Linked DNA regions of Capra hircus: region 1 is linked to region 2. Evidence: chromatin contacts called from public Hi-C data. All regions are on one chromosome and are shown on one strand. Each heading gives the region's core, a stretch centred on a gene start, on an enhancer-like site or on the middle of the called end of the contact. The rest is flanking DNA. Distances are from core to core; before and after follow the strand shown.

The links. A called contact is a pair of places that touch in the nucleus more often than the background predicts.
Region 1: a contact with region 2 is called in a Hi-C map of blood, with 2.4 times the contacts expected there. The contact joins the enhancer-like site here to the promoter of GPR84 in region 2. A contact is called at or near these places in 2 of 5 Hi-C or Micro-C datasets (both in blood).

Annotation. Positions count from the first base shown.
Region 1 is chr5:25,556,433-25,560,189 of ARS1.2, reverse strand. CBX5 (chromobox protein homolog 5) reads right to left here. Exons shown (of 5, transcript XM_005679853.3): 5 at 445-3,757. Among named protein-coding and RNA genes, the nearest start is that of CBX5, 33 kb to the right of the region's middle. Within about 2 kb of position 2,504, at least 1 of the 5 cell types and tissues checked has an H3K27ac peak or open chromatin away from gene starts, as enhancers often do.
Region 2 is chr5:25,448,639-25,452,496 of ARS1.2, reverse strand. It overlaps GPR84 (G-protein coupled receptor 84), which reads right to left and starts at 2,222. Exons shown (of 2, transcript XM_005679846.2): 1 at 2,121-2,222; 2 at 271-1,688. The coding sequence starts at 1,680. The coding sequence ends at 490.

The DNA of each region.
Region 1 (3,757 bases), core at 1,255-3,754, 110 kb before region 2:
AATTCCTTTGGTGTTTGTGAAGCAAATCAAAAAGATCATAGTCATTATTTATAAACTTACATGTATTGGGATTTTTAAATGTTTGTCTAAGTGGTTTTCCACAAATTCAGTAACTATGAGCTGACGTTTCCAGGGGTCCCCAAAGGTTAATGTTTATTCTTCCAGCCATTTGGAGCAGACAGGAGCTCTACTTGGGGATCAGGCAGGCGCAGAATTTGAAGGGGTTAAGGGAAGGAGCAGGAAATAGGGTGCAGTTGCTCTTATTCCCTCAGGCTTGCGCCACCCCGTGGCTGTTTGGAGAAAGTCAGAGACCAAGAGTGCTTAGAAAAAAGCCCTTTTCTCCCAGCTCTTTCAGAAACCCATGTGCTGCTACTGGCCGAGGCTTGAGTCCAAATTAAGGAAGGAGGGTAAGACCCACATCTTCAAATCACCACTCAGGATCCGTACTTGAAAAGCAACCATTTATTAGAACCAATACAAGAGTATGAAAAGAGGGAAAGGGGGTGGGTGGAAGGGGGGAGAGAATGAGGTCTGCATCAGATGTCAGGTATGGAAACACGTAAATTGCCTACTTTGAAACATTTACATTTAAAAGGAGAACATATATATATATCACTTATCCTAAAAAAAAAAAAAATCAAAAGCAGACATGTTTGGCTGAAATATAACCAAGAAACACAACCAAAACTCCCCCACAAATCAAAAAGGTCCGTAGAGAATTCAATTTCCCATTTTTCCATTCAGAAATCTGGCTACAAAGTGTGATTTGTTTTGCTGCTCACGATGGTACTGAGTGCTGAAAGAAACCCAGCTCCTGGAGTCTCTCAGAGCCCACCCTGTGGGAAGGGGTGGGGAGGCCTGTGGGCTGTAGGCAAACCAGCTCCTGACTACTTGGCAGGATGGCAGACATGCTCTCTCCACCCTCCATGCCTCCCCAGAACCGCCTGGTGCTGCCGGTGCTGAGAACAGGAGTCCACAAAAGACCAAGAACTGGAATGTGACTGCAGCAAGGGGCCAGGACCTTGTGCTTTTTCGTGGGTTACACATCTAGGGCCAAGGACAGAGAGAGAAAGAGCCCTATTGGGAAGAAGAGGAGCCGGCTGAGCCCCTAAACTGAGATGGAGAGTAAGGCTCTCGAGCCCACACCTGGGCAACTAGTGTCCGAAAGTTTTCCCAAACCAGAGGGAAAAAAGGTCAAAGTCAGGTTCAGACTGTGGACACTGAGAAAGAGAGGACAGATGCTGAAAAGGGTGAACTGGATGAAGCTCTCAGGAGTATCAAGGCCCAATTCTGAGTGTTAATCATGTCCCTAGAAAAAAAAAATTTTCCACCGTGGCTGTTTTTTTGGTGGGGGATGGAGGAAGCAGTTATGTTTATTCAACCAGCTGGTTCCTATGGGGAGGCAGAGGCTCAAGGACAGATACCTAGAAGTGAAGTGACCCAGCTGTCCTGGGATCAGTTCAGGGAGTGAGAAACATAAAACACGCCCATGGTGTGTACTTTGCTCCTGAGACAGCTCCAGTACGTTCCAAACCTTAACTCCCAACCTGCAGGGAAACAAGCAGTAGCACCCTTGACTCCTTAATCCAATGCTCTCAGTCTCAAAACAGCCTCTTTTTGTGGATGCAAGACAGAAAATACTGAGTGCCGTTCTCCCGTAACATCCTAAGTAAGTCTGGACTATTAAGACTCCAACATTCATGAAAACACTGTCAACATCTGAACTAGCAGCTTTGATGAGGGGTGGGGGCCAGAGAACTTGCCGAGGTCACTAAGTAGGTCCAACCTTGGGACAACTCAGTGAGGACAAAAACCTAGACTTCGGCTCAAGGCATCCTCCATCGAGGACCCTAAAGGATTCTGTCAACTATGATTTACAATGCCTCACAACACCCCTGTGAGGTAGGTCAGTATTATTACCCCCATTTGACAGATGGGGAACTGAGGCATTGAAAGGAGTGACTTGCCCAAGGTCAGCCATTATGAGTCAGTGGAGGAGCTTGGCACACACAGTCAGCATCCACTCAATTATTGTTCCACACCCTGGAGCACTGAGAGCAGAAGTCGGTAGGTAGAACTCACTCTGCAACCAGATGAACCCAATCAACCCACAAGTATTAACTGATGGCCTATTATTCATCCAGCGTAACCCAAGGAGTCTTGGAGAAGAAACAAACTACTTCTGAAACTCACGCGTTAATGGGTGTTTTGAAAATAAAGTTACATTTTAAACATTAAGGGCATGAATTCTTTTATAAAGAAATACTCAGTTTACCATTAAGATGTGAAGGACCAAGTCACACCGATTTCTCAAAGTTCTATACTGAGTAACCCAAATCCTGAAATTCAGAATGAAGCAAGACCACACTCAAGCAGAAAGCTAAGAACCACTTCCTCAGTGGCGGTGGGGAGTGCTCTGAGCTCCATGCTGGCGGGGAAAAGCCAGCAACAGCAGTGGCAACCTTCTCTACAGGCGCCCCTGGGAACCCTGCCACCAACCCGCTGCTGCCACTCGTCCTTCCCCCATGACCCCCAGGGGTGGCAGCTGTCCACCGTTTCTGCCTCAGCTCAACCTCAGGAGTTGTGGTATCTTCACATCAGTTCAAGACGAAGGAGAGAGATGGTGACACTCATTTTTCCATTTAGGGAGGGGGTATGAAGTGGTATGAAGGGATCTCTATTAACTAGTCAGAGACTTTTGTAATATTCCTTCCTCCTGCCAGAGGCCTAAATCTTTAACAAAAGGCAAAAGAAAAACATATCCCCAACCCCTTTGGATTTATACTGGATTCTGATGGAAACCACTATGACTGTTACCCTAAAACTAGGGGATAAACTAAACTAAAGCCACAGCCAGTCCTGGTTTAGATCAAATCGTAAGCTACCGGAAACTGCAAAACACTGACTTGAACCTTTAAAAGTGCCATGATATGATGACACTTGACCTCTTCCAAGGTCTTTTTGAAGAATCTCCAGGCAGGAAGCGCCCCTTTTCCTCCATACCCACTTGCAGTAGCCAGAGCAACAGGATCCTACGCCCATCAGAAGCTCAAACAGTGAGTTAACACACACAGCATCACGTTCACCAGGGACACTCTAGTTCCAGGAAGGACCAACCACTGTAAGACCTAAATATAACCTTTTCTCATTGACTGCTGATCACACTGGTAAGTCCAGGTGATGCGCAAATTCAAGACTGATTAAAGCAGCAGTGACAGTTCAGGGTCAGTCTGCATTAGAATTCCTCAAAAAGCATGACAAGCTGGCCACTGGGGCCTGGGTCAGCTGTGAGGGTCACACTTACCAATGCCAGGGGACATCACCAAATTGAAAAAGAAAGAGAGAAAAAGGAGAGGAGAGAATGACAAGATAAAAAGTTCATTGCGTTCAATTTGGCCTAATTTCTTGATAATAGTTTCCTATTAGATTTTCTGATTAATACTGATGGCTCTTACCTAGGCTGTGATAATTAGGTTTTGATCTATTGTGACATTAATGATCACAATCAGTTGACTTTGAAATTGTCTTAATTAATGGCTCTTCCCTTGTTGGCTGCCTCCAGTGCAGGGTCTGTCCCCTCCCACCACCTTGTTTTAACTCCTTCTCCTACTGACCTCAGAGACAAATAGGAGGATCACTTTATTCCAATGAACCAAGATTTTAAACTATCTTAAAACATTTCTCTGACAGAGGAGCAACATGAGATGCTGGGTGAAATGAGGATCAGAACGAAAGGCTAGAAAACATGCTCTCAACA
Region 2 (3,858 bases), core at 973-3,472:
GAACTGGTGTCTCTTATGTCTCCTGCATTTACAAGTGGGTTCTTTACTGCTAGCGCCACCTGGTAAGCTAATAGTAATTGATTTTTTTTTTTTAAAGAGGCAAGCTAATCTTAAACCAACTCACATGATTTACACCTGGAAACCCCTCAGCTGGTCTTCTGCTTCCTGCCCCTGCTCTGACTTATGTCCCCCCAAACCCTCAACTATTAGGTTCCAGCTGCAAACCAACCCTGGCCTATTTTCTTCTTCCCCACAGATCACACCTGAACATGAAGAGGATAGAATTCATTTATTAATAATTAATAATACATCTTGAGCAGCCTAGGGCTGAAATGTTGAGTGAAGGTTGGAGAGGCTGGGTTTGGGGAGTTTGGGGGGTGGTTGTCCATGAAAATTCCCACAGGTCTCACTTTCACCTATTTCTATAACAGCTGGCCACCTTAGTTCTGGAAGAGACAATCCCAGATTCTGGTGACTGGGGACACAGTTTTAATGGAACCTACGGAAACTCCGGGGCCCTCGTTTCAGGAGGGAGCCATAGGCTTGGCGGAACTGGCGGTTCATGGCTGCGTACAGCACAGGGTTGATGCAGCCATTAAGCCAGGTGAGGTTGGCAGCCAGCATGTGGAGAACTCGGGGAGCCTGGACCTTGGCATCCAGGATGTTGAGTAGCAAGAAAGGGATGTAGCTCAGGGTGAAGCAGAGGAACACAGCAAAACACATCCGGGTCACCTTCCCAAACTCTGATGGAGAGTCCTGAGCTCTCTGGGCTCCTTTAGTCATCCTGGCCTTGGCAGCCACTCCTGGAGGGTTTTTCTCTGCCATCTGCTTAGCTGCCTTACTGTTGTTCTGGTCCCTGACTTCTGATGAGTCTCCTTCCAGGGTCTGGGTGGTGGCAGCACTGACTGGCTCAGATGAAATCCCCTCGCTAGGCCCTCCTGATGCCAGCCCACTGTCCAGCTCCTGGAAGCAACCAGGAGCGGCCTCCTGTGCCCCAGCCACATGGCTGGAGCGGGTGCTTGCCTGGCGCAGCTTGTACTGATCCAGTGCTTGTGCTGCTCGCTTCACCTGCCGGTGGATGAGGCAATAGAAGATGCCGACACTGCTGAGCCCAACCACAAAATAGATGCCCAGGAGGACGGTGGTGTAGGGCTGGCCTCGGATGCGATCAAAGCTGCAGGTGCAGACTACGGGCACCAAGATATAGATTGGCCAGAGGGGAGCGAAGCTGGCCACAGCCACCACCCAGGTGCTCGCCAATGCCAGCACTATGCCCTTGGCACTGAAAACTTGGGGAAAGAGCTTAGGGTGGGCAATGAGGAGATAGCGTCCCAGGGCGATGAGGCAGAGGGTGAGGATGGAGACAGAGTTGAATGCAAAAAGGAGGAACCCAAAGATGCGGCAGAAGGTGGCACCAGTGCGCCAGTGCAGGTTGAGGTAGGTGTCCACTGAGAAGGGCTGGAGAAGGGTGCAATAGAGCAGATCAGCCACTGTGAGGTTGGCGATGAGCAGGTTGAAGCGGGTACGGAGCTTGGGCTGGATGGCCAAGGCCAGCAGGGTGAGCACGTTGCCCATGGTGCCCGTCACAGCCACCACAATTCCCCAGCTAACTGCCACGTAACGATAGCCCAGCACAGACTCATGGTAGCAGGAGAAGTTGACGTCAGAAGCGTTCCACATGATGGAAGCTGAAAGGGATGGGGAGACGAGGAAGTCACAACCTGACCTTGAATTCAGATCTCTCGAATAACTCTCGGCTTCTAGGCACCTGAATTGTTGCAGGAGCTCCTGAGCCATTCCCAAGCTTTTTCATCCCAAGATCCCCAACCTCCTCTTTCCCATTCTCAAAGATTTTCCCAAATGTTTATCTATTTTATCTATGAAGTTTCTGTCTACTCCCATCTCCAGGCCTTTTCAGTATCCCTCCAGATACTCTCCCCTGTCCTTTAAGACCACCCAGGAGTCCCCTCTCCTCTGTATTCAGAATAGTCCTATCTGTCTGTAGTCCCTTCTGCCACACACACATAACAGGCCTCAGTTTTTTTTATTGTTTGTTTGTTTTTACCACCTGGGAGATGAGACAGAGAATATAAAAGTATATCCACCACAAGAGTACTCACCTGAGTCTCCCAGCCTTCAAATCTCTCTTCAGCAGAAGAAGTTTAACTCACTCAAAGCACAGTCCTTTCTGGTGGGCAGTCAGGCTTCAAACAAGAGGTGCTCTGCTTCTATTATACCGGCCTGAAAGAACAAGAAACTCCCCAGTTACCCAACCTCACCACTTCCTCCCTTGCCTCCGGTCCTACTCATTTGGCTTTAACTAGTGAAATATGGGCTTCTCTGTTGAAATTTCCTTACTACTTACTGCACTGGACACCACAAATGATGTAGCCAGTCCTGGTTAGGGCAGTGGATGTGGGAATTGAGAACAATGTCAGGATCCATAGGTTACTGAGAGGCAGATAGGATTCATTTAATGATTCATAGGAAAAAGGTTTAGGAGGGAAGACTAGGAGGACGCCCACTTTTCCAGGTGGGAGTGGTTCTCTTAATCAATGAGATAGGGAATGTGGGAAGTATCACAGGTTTAGGAAGGGGGTAAATAATGAATTCAGTTTTATACCAGATTTGAGGTACCTGCGGGATATGCTAATATCCTTGCTCCTCTAACCTAAATTTCTTCCAGCCCTCCCAAGCTTTCTCCACATGTGATCCAGCCCTACTTTTCTCCGCCCATTTTCCTATCTGGCCACTTCTGCCCGTCAGATTTCTAGATCTCTAGGCTCTTTTTTGAGCTAGATCAACCTGAAAACAAAACAAATACACGCACACACACAAAACCCTCAAACTCCTCGTTGGGTTCTATTTCTGAACCTGTAGCAAACTCTCACCCCCAACTTGGTAACTAACTCGGGAGGCCCGATTTCCCTCATCTTCCTCTTTCAGAGTCCTCATCCCACTTTCCTTCCCCCTTTCTTCCGCAAGACTGGAAAGTGCGTAGAGGTGGAAGTGAGCAAAGAAGATGCGACTCAGGATGAGCCCACGTAGAGGCTGGATTCCGGTCTGTCCTTTTTTGTTGACCTTTTTGCTGCCCTGCCGGGCTAGAGGGAGTAGGGGGTCACAGAATCACTGGCTGCTCTTGGGAGTGTGTGGTTGACCCGAATTCTGAAGATGGAGAGACCCCTCCCCCCCAGCCCCCTCCCCCCAGCATCATGTGAGAGGCAGCTAGTGAAGTGCGCCTTCCTGTCCTACAGACCAAGTAGGGAACCAGATGAGGAGGCATTCTAGTATCATTGTAAACAGCACGGTCCCAGCTCTTATAGTCGTTGATCCATGAAATCAAACGAACTTTTAAGAGACCCAAACTTGCTCATTTTGCAGATGGGGAAGTTGAGGACTAACCGCAAGGTCACTATTTATATGGAGCCGAGTAGAGCCTAGAGCTCCGATTCCCAGGTCCCTCCTCCCATCTACCCGTGCTTTGAGTGTCGCTGGCGTGGGTTTCCCACTAGAGGCACAAAAGTCTGGATCCTTTGTCTGAGACCGGATCTGACACCTGTCTCCCTAGGACCTCGAGACGCCGACACTGCACTGGAGCGTCTTAGCCCCGCGGTTTTCTTTTCCATGTCGTTGTCGCCGCCTGGTGGAGTTGCGACAAATTCTGAAGAGCCGTGGCTGCAATCCGAGACCTGGACTCGAAATGATTCCCCAGGGCCAAGTTGACACTTGAGCTAGGCCGGAGTGGGGCTGAGTGGGATGGGGAGTATTGCTCGCTTTGCGCAAGCCTCGAATCTTGCCTCCTCCCAGCCGGGTTTTCCCGTCCCCCTCCTCCTCCTGTCTCTCTATCCTGTGTGCCGT